Linked DNA regions of Mus musculus: regions 1, 3 and 4 are each linked to region 2. A link is a contact called in public Hi-C and HiChIP or PLAC-seq data. All regions are on one chromosome and are shown on one strand. The core of a region is the stretch at or near the end of the contact, and the rest is flanking DNA. Distances in the headings are between cores, read along the strand shown. Region 1 holds the start of 2310001H17Rik (RIKEN cDNA 2310001H17 gene). Region 2 has its middle 21 kb from the start of Klrb1f. Region 3 holds the start of BC035044 (cDNA sequence BC035044). Region 4 overlaps Gm38906 (a long non-coding RNA gene).

Region 1 (2,700 bases), core at 99-2,598, 170 kb before region 2:
TCTCTCACCTGAACCCTCACCACCACGCATCATACTTGAACTATATGCATGAGCATCAGCAGTCAGAGATAGCAAGTTCACAATGACCTCTAAGTCATGCAGACACAGACACTAATGCAAGATGGGCAGAGAGGTGGGTACAAATAGACTTTGTGAGTGTCTCTCTGCAAATAGTTCTATTTCTATTTCTATTGCTCTTAGCGTGGCTATTTTCTTACAGAATCCCGTAGCTGCAGTGATTCTGGAAATGGAATTTTTGAGAAGCGGTGTCCAGGTGAGAATCTCTTTCAATAGTCTCTTGATGGTTCTCACGGCCCCAGTGTGATAGAAACTAGATAGAGGGATTGCTGCTTGATACATGATTTGAAAAGTTGGTTTGACTTGTTTAGCCACGGAATTTTTTACACCTCTGATGTTTTGACTGAGTCTATGTGTGCTTTAGCTGATGTGACTTGCATAATGATTTATCTCATCACTTCGCTAGAATTAAAGCCTGAAATGATAAGTAGTCTGGTTTTTTGTTTGCTTGTTTGTTTGTTTGCTTGTTTGTTTGCTTGCTTGTTTCTTTCTTTCTTTTGGCTTGTTTTTTTGTTTGTTTGTTTTGTTTTGTTTTTTTCTCTACATATCAACTGTGAATTGTCACAGTATAGTAGCATTTTCTCACAAAGCTCTTTAAAGCTTTGGGGACATAGAATGTCTATCTGTGAAAAATATCATATAAACTAAATGTTGTATATGCATGAAAGAAATTATTTAGGCATTGATTTACAATCATATAAGTTATGAGGTAGCTTTTCTATATCAATTCATTGTAATTAACTGTTAAATGAAATTCATCACTTTACATCACTAGTTTTCCTGACCCACTTTTCAATATAAAGTAGCTTATAAATGTTTGCAAAAGAAAGAGTATCTGGGAGGTAACAAATAAGAGATGTGTGTTAATGCACCTTATAATTATAAACTTAGTTTATCTTTGGCTTGAGTCATGACTATGGACGATACAAGCCAAGCAACAAGCAGAAGATACAAACAGGAGGTAGGAAAGGATGTCACACCTTGTCTTGATGTTCGGAAACATTTATTAATTTTATTTATTAATTTTATTTTTAATAAAAAAGTTTATTAATTAGAATTTATGTCCATTGGAGATGGAACTGTTTTCCTGAGGGATGGGATGTCTGTTAGATTTTTGATAGATTATTTCTTCTCTTTCTGTTTTAATTGGAGGCTTAACATACACATTTCACGGGATATGACTTGTGACAGGCACCCGTGTGCCGCCCCACCCCACCTCTCCCCGCCCTGCCAGGCTGGGGCTCCTGCCCTGTAGAACTCAGAGATGGAGCCGGCGCCACCTGACTAGGGAGGACTAGTTTAGATCTCCAGATTCGGTACAGTGGGAATACCTGAGGGAAGAGTTTCAGAGTTATTTGAGGAGCAGGGACGCCCACGGGTTCCAACCAATGCCCTCCTTACTTGTTTTGTGTTTCGTTTTAGTTATTAGCGATGCGGTTGGATGAGACTTTGTTGTTTCATATGAAAGAATTTGCTTTGAGGGAGCCGGGAGCAGCACTACAATCCGCAGGGTTGTTTATTTTAAATAGGGCTCTGCACGGTGTTATTTATGACACCGTGATGTTGACACTTCGAGTTCTTTTAAAGTTATATTTTTATTTGCATTCCTGTGTGAGGGAAGGGAGGGGGAGAGGATGGGAGGAGCTTCCTGTGTGCAAGCCTGCAGGTGCGCCAGTGCTCAGCAGAGGGCACTGAATGCTGCGGCACTCGGGTTAACAGATGGTAGTGAGCTGTCTGAACTACTTAAAATTTTCAGGTAAAAGGGCAGCAAGCATTCTTAAACTGCTGAGCGGCCCTCTAGGTGTTCTTTGCTGGGGCAGGGGAGTTAGCAGGGAGGAAGTGGAGAGAACTGGGAGAGTTGAGACCCTCCTTCTGAGCGTTAAGCTGCATGTAGATAATATCTGCAGGTGTGGCACAATTGAAAAGGCAGTGGCTTTCAGGCTAGTCACTGCACGGACTAGTAAGGCAGCTCTCTTGCTCCCAGCACCGTGCATCTGATTCTCCGTTCTCAGGGTGAGTAGCCCCTCCAGTTCTCAACATACACATGTTGGTAATTTCACTGTGTGTGTGTGTGTGTGTGTGTGTGTGTGTGTGTGTGTGTACATATAAAGGTTAGAGATCAACTTTTCGGTGTCAGTCAAATGTGAGGCCCAGGAATGTACCCAGGTCAGTAGCCCCGGCAAAGCCCAGTGAGTCATCTCAGATACCTTCGTTTCAGGACTTTTGCTTAGGTCTGTAATTGTCTATAGAGCAGATAATTCTTAGTATAAGAAGCAGTGGGGTTTTTACTGTGCATCTTGCCTCCCCCTCCCCCTTTTCTTACACTGGCACAGTTTTCAATTTGATATTGAGGAGGGCACCCATATTTTCCTTGAAGAACATATAGTATCACTTTTACAGGCCCAATGATTTGATAATCTTATGGATTTTCATGTCCCATACTGTTTTGGGAATACCTGTGCATTAGTGTGTCTCCTTGCCTGATTTGTTTGGTCTTCTCCTTCATTGGCTAAAAACTCTTCAAGCCCAACCCACCGCCAGCTGTGTACTAAGTGTAGCAAGGTCATACCTCCTAAAGGTTTCCCAACCTCCCCTAAACATCACCACCAACTGGGGACCAAG
Region 2 (2,700 bases), core at 152-2,651:
TAGGGAGGGGGAGCAGAAGCTAATTCGCCTTCCTCCTCTGCCTCAGCTCTTTTATTTTGTCCTTTCTGTCCACCTGATAACACTGTGTCTCCTTTCTTTTTCCTTTTTCTTTTTAAGCCCTTCTCCTCTTCCGACATACTCTCGTGTTGCTCTGTAAGGATTTTCTGACCTGTCTTGACTGCCTCTACACACAGTTTCAAACAGTAACAGAGTCCATATATCAGAACAAACAAGACCAAAACTATCAGACCTACCCACAAAGGGTCAATGGGAGAAAAAAAGCATAACTACACAGCGAGGATCTATTGATCACTATACTGAGGTTATCCTAGTTCCTTAACTTGTCCCAAAACCGTGACCCTTAACTTGTCCCAAAACCAGGAACCTTTCGTTACCTTGTGCCTGCTTCTTGGCAACTTTATACTTGCCTCTATTTTATCCGAGGTCCTCCCCAAACTCCTGGGGTCGCAAGTTTCACTTACCTTGAACTTACCCTGCCTGCAACCACTGACTGCTGAAAGTTCTGAATCCACGCCAGATCCTTCTCAACAGTCTGTTTTACGGGAACCTTTATTAACCCCTTCTTCTTCGTGATGCAGTTCTGAATCCTCCCTGTAGCAGGGGGTCTTCGCTCGTGCCTGAAGATGTTTCTTGTCCCCTTGTCCTGGGTCCCGGGTTTCGGCACCACTTCTTGCGCATGCCCAACTGGCCAGGAAGAACGACGCTGCTACAGGATCCATCTGCACACGTTTATTCAGTCCTGTTTCTTCTTTCTCTATATCTCCCCTGTTTATATCTCTCCCTTGTTTATATCTCCCCTGAACCCTGGGCCTCTCACTCTTTTATACTCTCAGTTCCCATCCACGCACAGCAGGCCACGCCACCTCACCAGGTACGCAGCTTCAGCTAATCAGGGCAGCAGGGGCATATCTCCATCAAAATGGATTCACCAGTATCCTGGTACACCTGCGCAGCTCTCACGATGGTTGTGGCTTATATTCAGGTGAGGAAGTCAGGTGCAAGTCATAAGACTTAGCTGCAGTCCCTGGTGCCTTTGGGACTGCCAGCACACCCGCTCCTCACAGGTTCATATTTCAGTGGTAACAAGATAGGTTTGTTTAGACCAATAGGCTGGATGACTCCAGTGGCAGCTTTCTTTTGAATAGTAAATTTGTTGCCTGGGTCTGGACCATTTAGGTATAACCTGACTCCCCATATTCTACCAGCTTCTAGATAATGATCTTTGGCTTCACGCCAGGCCCTAACCTTTATGGATTTTGGATGGTACTGCTTATGACCACAGAAGGGTGCTGATGGTTTCCTTCATATCACTATAAAGGGATCAATGGATTGTACTGCTTATGACCACAAGAGGGTGCTGATGGTTTCCTTCATATCACTATAAAGGGATCAATGGGTCCCCAAGAGGACTCAATTTCACTATGGCATCAAGAACAATGATATTTGCCTGGCTTCTGGCAGCTCAGGGCTAGGGGGCAGAGAGAGTCAGACAGGAAGGCATAGTACTGGATAAACAGGAGCCCTTTCTCTTCACCAGTGGATCCACATCCCCAGGAGTATTCTCCTTCACAGGATTGAGCAAACAATTCCCCAATAGCTTCTGGATGCAATATTTTACATAAATCTACCTGGAAGGTGGGTTGAGTCTCAATGGATAGATTGTCTATGAGCTCCCTGGTTCCAATCTTTCTTAATTTCCATGACTAAAGTCCTAACACAGGGGTTTTAGGCCTTTTCCACAGGGAGACAGAATAGGACAACCAAAAGTATAGTGACCATATCACTCTTATCCATAGAACAAAGGGCATGGTAATGACCCATCTGTTATGTCCTACCCTGTGCCCACAGTACCCTGACTGAGATGAAAGATGTGGCCCTTGAAAGACAAAATATGGCTCAGGACTTCCAAGACCAAGTTCTCAGCACTAAGGTGAATTGTCCCAGAGATTGAAAGCAGAGATAAGTAACAGAGACAGAAGATAGGAAAAGAAGGACAAGGGGAAGAGAACAAATGAAAGGAGAGAATGGGGACAGGGGAGATAGATAGTCAAGGGATATTTGTCAAAGAGTGGGACAAAGAACTCTCTCTGTATAGAAAAGAGACAGATACAGCCCATAGGAAAATGGCAGCTTATAAAGTTACAAGGGAAAACAGTATAGAATGAGGTGTCTAATTTTGATCAGACAAGTTAATTAGGTCAGTCAAAGTGGGAATTTGGTTTCTGGACTTCAATATTTTGATAACTTTAACTTATTAGTCAGCCTCAGGAGAAGTCAGTTAGCAAAGAAGAAAACAGATCTTGGGAGCTAGATTTGTGAATATAATCTAGTGACTTTGTGTTGTAGGAAATTTTAAAAATGTGAACTGACATGTTCTTGCACTAGTACCAGCAACTGACGGGCCACAGGGCTCCCGCAGGCCATCTCACTCAATGGTCTCTCACCCTGCCAACTCTGCGGTGGCTCCCACCCACCCAGTTCCTCTTGCTACTATGCAAAGCCCTAAGCACCCCACAGTCTGCCATCACATCACCCAATTATCTGGTAGAATTAAAACTGTTATGCTTATAGTTAACCAATCAGATTTATATATCAATAAAATCAAAATTTACAAGATGCCAATACAATAATTTCAGAGCCAATTGATAATAATAAAAAGCTTTATCCCAATTATTCTAA
Region 3 (2,700 bases), core at 186-2,685, 180 kb after region 2:
AAACATAAAATTACAAATCTAAAAATAGGATGTTCATAGTCAGCATAACAAAAACTACATGTAAATATATAAAGAAATAAAAAGGAAAGTTGGCTCAGTGGTTTCGAACATTTGTTGATCTTTCAGAGGACCTGGGTTAAATCTAGAACCAATATAAGAGCTCACAAGCCTCTGTAAATCCATATTCAGGAAGTCTGAGAACTTTCCTAACCTTGGTGGGCACTAGGAATGCACACAATCCATAGATATCTATGCAGGCGAAGCACTCGTACATGTTACATTTTTGAAATAAAGAAAGAAATCAAGGCAGCGCTAAACACATAATGAACTAGAACACTCCATATTGCTCATGTCAACAATTTCTGAACACACATATATGTGTAACATATTCCAGAGATGTAGTTGCCTTCAGAAAAAAAAAAATCATAGCACCAAGTTGTATGAGAAGTAATATGAAAATTAAAAAGAGTCAAAAATTAATAGTCAAAAATTATTCTGAGAATGAAGAGGTCAAAATCAGAAAGATCACAAGGCCTGACCTGATGTCTCATGTTCTCATGGGAACAGGAATGAAAGCCTGGTGCTAGCATCAGAGTAGACACTGAAACAACACAGCAGAAAACAGGACTCCACAATGAGGTCAAACACATGTGGGTGGTCAAGAGACACTTAACAGAGATGAACAGTCTTTAGACAGGGAAAAGATGGCATCACTCCCGTGTGTGCTACTGAAACAACCTTCTATCTGTCTCCTAAAAAAATAAATAAATAAATAAATAGGCATAAATTTCTACAGTCCATTTGTAGACATAGAGATCCAAGCACAAAACTTAATATCATAAAGTCATTTGATTTTTAGAAAAGTAAGGGAATGTTTGTGAACTTGTCTTGGGCAAAATCATCTTCGATTTAAGAGCAAAATCACTGTCTGCATAACAGGATGGTTATACATTGATGTGGATGTCCATGTTGAGGTAGAACTAACAACTTCTTAAGGCTAAATTTTACAGCTTCTACAAAGCTGTTTGTAAGTGTAAAATGTGATATGCTCCCATCCTACCCACATATTCCCATGCTGGAAAGGAATTCAAGTTGCAAGACATCTTTATGTGAATATTTGCAGCAGCTTTAAGGATCCCTGTGAAAATGACACATTTGTGACCATTAAAATATCCCCAAGCTGATGACAAGGTAAACCTCTCAACACAAGAAACAACTTGGAACACATGCCTGTGCTTGCCTTATCTCATGCCACTTTAACAGGCCAAATGTCCCAAGGGCTTCTTCCCCAAAGTGTCCCTAAACTAACCCGAAAGTAAGCTCATGCAAAGGTCAGAGAGCTACAGGAAGTCCCAGTTTCCTTTGTGAAGAGACCCCCAACTGCCACTATTCACTTCCTCCTATCACTTCTCTAGAAGTTTCCTGACAGCTTTTCACAACCTCTTTGCATAGTATTTGCTGGTGAGATTCTTAAAAATTTCTGAACTCAGAGCATGATTCTGTGTAGGCGATGCTATGGGTATGATCCCTCAGCATCTCACCAGCAGTGCATGTTTCTGACACACTACTGATTAGCACTGCACTGTGAGTGATGAGCAGAAGGCATTGCTGTGACAAGCTGAAAGAACTCTTGTGGGACTTCTCTGCTTCATGGACCCATTTTAAGTCATCTGGAAAGGTGACTACTCATGGCTGTGGCGGAGGAGTGGTGAGAGTGTCTGCAGCAGACAACGGGGAAACAGGTAGGGTAGGGGGTCTGTATATATTTTTAAAATGACTGTTTTAGTCTTATTTATTTTACATTTAAGAGTGCTTTGTCAGCTAAATGTAAGAATGTGTGAATGTAATGTATGTATGTATGTATGTAGTGTACTACATGCATGATTACTGTTAGAGGAATTTAGAAAATATATTGGATCCCTGGAATTGGAATTAGGGGTGGGTGTTGAGCCACCATATGTGTGCTGGGAGTGAAACCTCAGTCCTTAGCAAGAGCAATAAATGCTCTCAGTGGTTGAGCCAAGTCTCCAGCCCCTATGTATCTTAATGAAGAACACCTGATTATATGTTTTCAAAATTCACAGAAATGTATACCAAATGAATTAATTTTATTGAGTGCTAATTATAGTTTTTACAGAGTTTTCACTGACTTTAATCCTTGCATTTTGTGCATTTTCGCACACCTAAAATACCAGAAAGCTTCTATTACATTAACAAGGAGGGAAAGGAGCCTTAGGATTAGAAAGAAGGCTTTAAGCACTGAGCTTTTGCATTTTGGATCCACACAGAACTCCCAGCCTTAATTCTTTCTAGTTCTACAGAATATAAAATGATAGCATAATAAATTCGCCTGTGCTCATTTCCAGCCCCAGCACCTCTCAGCCATGTGCTGCTGGGAGCCCTCCTCAGCCCTCCTCACACTCCCTATAGAAAGGAAGTCTTGGGAGATTTCTAAACCCCTTCAGATTGTAAAGGAGTGGTTTGGTTTCATTGTGATTTCAGGTTCTGCACTGTGATTTCAAAAATCTTTCCAAATCGAAGAAAAGAGTGTAAACTCCTGTCTGCTTTTAGCTAACAAACCCCTCTACAACTGATGAACAATGTTGGCCTTTCAGTGCCTGACTAATTTGTCTCAGCATGTCACCCAGGTCCAGCCATGTTGTCACAAAAGACATCCTATCTTACTAGTACATAGTATTC
Region 4 (2,716 bases), core at 2-2,501, 150 kb before region 2:
CATGGCCCTTAAAATTTTGTTCTGTTGTCTCTGCAGTTATCTGTCTATCTGAAAAAAAAATCCCCTTGGAATCCTTCCTTCCCAGAGTAGAAAAAAAAAGGAGTATAAATCCTTTAAACTCAATCCACTTCAGTCTTTTCTGTCTGTCTCTGAGAAAGCAAATGTAGCAAAAATCAGATACTCAGTTCTGATATTCGAAGAAAGAGGTCTTCATTGCTCTCTAGACTCCTGCTGTTACACCGGAAATGCAAACAGACATTCCAGAGGCTCATGGAATCATAGCCTGTAGGAGAGTACACTAAAGTGTAACCAAAATATACACAAATACAAAGTTATCAAAGTAGAAAAATGTATTCAAAGAAATATGTGCTTGCTGCCACAAGTATTCAGTTAAGACTCAAGGTACAAGTTATAGTCAAGATGTCCAACACACAGGTACTCTTCAGCTCAGCATGACTTAACTTATGACTGTGGACTTTCTGGTAGAACCAAAGTCATGGGCTTCAATTGAAACTACACTTCAAATGCTGGATTTTGAACTCACTCTGTAGACCTGGCCTCGAACTCAGAAATCCTCCTGCCTCTGCCTCCCAAGTGCTGGGATTAAAGGCATATGCCACTACTGCAGGCTAGTAACATGAGGCAGGAACGTTCTCAGGACACTAGGCACTGCAGTTGCACCTCCTCATCAGCCATCTGACCAGCAACAGACACTACACTGTGTGGCTTAGCTATGGTGCTCAGTAGATAAAGTATCCAAATGACATTTTAAACTTATGATGGCTTTAAGGTCAGCATGCTGATCAGATGAAAAACACTGGACTTACTTCAAACAGACTATGAGACATGAATCGTTAGACAGGACAGATTCTTGACACCTCTACTCCACCATCATTCTAGCTTGCATTAGTTTGAAATGTTACTGACTTCATACATAGTGCTAATTTATTCTTCAGCACTCCTAAATATTATATGTATTATCTCCAATAGGATGTCAAAAATGCCTGCAGATATGACCAAAAGGCAGATATGACCAAAAGGCAGATATGACCAAAAGGCAGAACTTCAGTCCAAAGTGATACTATCTGTCGCTTGAACTTGGGGATAAGTTGATAATGCTGTAGATTCTTGGCCTGTATTTAATCTGCTTCATCGGCTCAACATTGTTGCTTGTCAACAGATCACTCAGAAGAGGATCAGCTGCTGATCATACGTCTGACTCAGCTATATCTCATTGCTATGGCTCTTGGCCACAAGATATCTGACTCTGTGTCACCAGCCTAACAGAAGATCACATTGTGCTGCCAAAGCACAGAACACACCCAGCTTCTTGGATTTCATCTGTCTTGCATTTCCTTATGTATCAGTTACAGGAAAAGCAGCAACTGAAATACAGCTCTCAAATGCTCTGGATGGTAAATAAAACAAGGCATATGCTATAATACCCTCTGAGAGAAATGCCCTTGCCCTGGTGTGTGTGTAAGGTCCTACAAGTATGTAGAATATGTCGTTTACCTAGCTTCCATTTACTAAGAATTAGTTGGCTGGCCTATATTTTGAAGGGAGTGACATTTTCTTGGCCAGGCCTTTCTGGCTCATTCCTCTCATAAACAAGCAAAAGGATCTGCTTGTCCAGAATGAGAAAAGTCTTTCTGGATAGTTGTCACTCTTGTGCCTAGGAGACGACTGTCGAGCTTCTATGACCACCTCCTCCTGTCAACTCAGTCTTTGAAGCAATGCAGAGACTATGCTGTGAAGAAAGAACAGTAACTCACAGCACCGATACTAAGGGATACCACTACCCTTGGATTTGGCTTCCATCTGATGGAAAAGAGCTTCAGCCTATAGCTAATAACTGGGATCATTTGAATAGCAAAGAATTTAACACTAGAGAAAATATATTAAGACACTTAATATAAGACAAATTATGACTACCACAGGAAGGAGCATCCTGGGACTAGTCCACCAAACAGACCATGTCTCTCCAAATATATGCATGTGTGTTATGCTGCCACAATGACTAGGTGAGGGGTGTTAGATGACGTGTAGCCACTGGCAAAGGTCTCTTTTGTCTTTATCTCTCCAATTATATGCATGTGTGTTGTGCTGCCACAGTGACTATGCCTTCTAAAGCATAAAGACTAAAGGTGAGCAGTGATTTAGAAGATGCTGTAGCTACTGGCAAAGGTCTCTTTGTTTTTCCCCACCATGTACGCAAGGCTAGCTAGCCTGTAGGCTTTGAAGATTTTCCTGTCTGCCTTCCCTCTCTCCATAGGAGTACTGAGATTTCACATGTATGCTACAGAGGTTGGCTTTACTTAAGTTTGGGGGATTTGAGCTCAGAACTTCATATTCACAGGATAAGCACTCTACCCACTAAGTCATCTCCCTATCCCTTTGTTCTAGTTCCATTGAATATTGGGAACTCTTCCAATTCCTCCCTGGTTTCATCAACAGCCCATTGTTCAAAACAGTGTTGTGTTGTTCTATCTCAGAAGTATGTGTGTGTGTTTCTGAGGCCAGTCTAGCTATTGACCTCTAGTTTCATCCCACTGTCGCCTAGAAATACTTGAGGACTTATTTTGTTGTTTTTCAATTTATTAAGGTTTGCTTCACGGCCAATGGCATGGTCAGTTTTAATGGAAGGTCTATGGGTCATTGTGAAAACTATTTTCTTTCTGTTCTGTGGAACATTCTATACACTTCTATGAAATCC

Evidence for each region. Hi-C and Micro-C count contacts between places; a contact is called where the count stands out from the background. HiChIP or PLAC-seq counts read pairs in DNA pulled down with a chosen protein or histone mark.
Region 1: a Hi-C map of B cells shows a contact between it and region 2, with 7 times the contacts expected there. The contact joins the promoter of 2310001H17Rik here to the enhancer-like site in region 2. A contact is called at or near these places in 13 of 39 promoter capture datasets (the 3T3-L1 cell line, 3T3-L1-derived adipocytes, the C10 cell line and 8 more), 5 of 15 datasets of contacts at CTCF or cohesin (CD8 T cells, the NIH/3T3 cell line, large pre-B cells and 2 more), 27 of 484 Hi-C or Micro-C datasets (B cells, the C10 cell line, the CH12 cell line and 19 more), 18 of 115 datasets of contacts at active chromatin or transcription factors (the 230-238 cell line, CD8 T cells, DN3 thymocytes and 10 more) and 1 of 9 other capture datasets (embryonic stem cells).
Region 3: a BATF HiChIP or PLAC-seq map of CD8 T cells shows a contact between it and region 2, with 7 read pairs. The contact joins the promoter of BC035044 here to the enhancer-like site in region 2. A contact is called at or near these places in 16 of 39 promoter capture datasets (the 3T3-L1 cell line, the C10 cell line, the HPC-7 cell line and 12 more), 4 of 15 datasets of contacts at CTCF or cohesin (CD8 T cells, the NIH/3T3 cell line, large pre-B cells and 1 more), 3 of 484 Hi-C or Micro-C datasets (CD4 T cells, bone marrow-derived macrophages and granulocyte-monocyte progenitors), 13 of 115 datasets of contacts at active chromatin or transcription factors (the 230-238 cell line, CD8 T cells, the HPC-7 cell line and 9 more) and 3 of 9 other capture datasets (adipose tissue, liver and macrophages).
Region 4: a contact with region 2 is called in a BATF HiChIP or PLAC-seq map of CD8 T cells, with 5 read pairs. The contact joins two enhancer-like sites. A contact is called at or near these places in 1 of 15 datasets of contacts at CTCF or cohesin (CD8 T cells) and 4 of 115 datasets of contacts at active chromatin or transcription factors (CD8 T cells, bone marrow-derived macrophages, fetal liver and 1 more).

Annotation. Positions count from the first base shown.
Region 1 is chr6:129,237,130-129,239,829 of GRCm38.p6, reverse strand. 2310001H17Rik (RIKEN cDNA 2310001H17 gene) reads left to right here and starts at 1,348. Exons shown (of 4, transcript NR_040268.1): 1 at 1,348-1,394; 2 at 1,986-2,091.
Region 2 is chr6:129,065,847-129,068,546 of GRCm38.p6, reverse strand. No RefSeq gene overlaps it. Among named protein-coding and RNA genes, the nearest start is that of Klrb1f, 21 kb to the right of the region's middle. Within about 2 kb of position 1,401, at least 18 of the 459 cell types and tissues checked have an H3K27ac peak or open chromatin away from gene starts, as enhancers often do. A contact at or near this core is called in B cells, CD8 T cells, acute myeloid leukemia and 4 more, where this site is marked.
Region 3 is chr6:128,889,859-128,892,558 of GRCm38.p6, reverse strand. It overlaps BC035044 (cDNA sequence BC035044), which reads left to right and starts at 1,435. Exons shown (of 3, transcript NM_001254946.1): 1 at 1,435-1,742. The coding sequence starts at 1,592. All of the region lies in intron 1 of Clec2i (C-type lectin domain family 2, member i), which reads right to left.
Region 4 is chr6:129,215,001-129,217,716 of GRCm38.p6, reverse strand. All of the region lies in intron 2 of Gm38906 (a long non-coding RNA gene), which reads right to left. Among named protein-coding and RNA genes, the nearest start is that of 2310001H17Rik, 22 kb to the left of the region's middle. Within about 2 kb of position 1,251, at least 117 of the 459 cell types and tissues checked have an H3K27ac peak or open chromatin away from gene starts, as enhancers often do. A contact at or near this core is called in CD8 T cells, where this site is marked.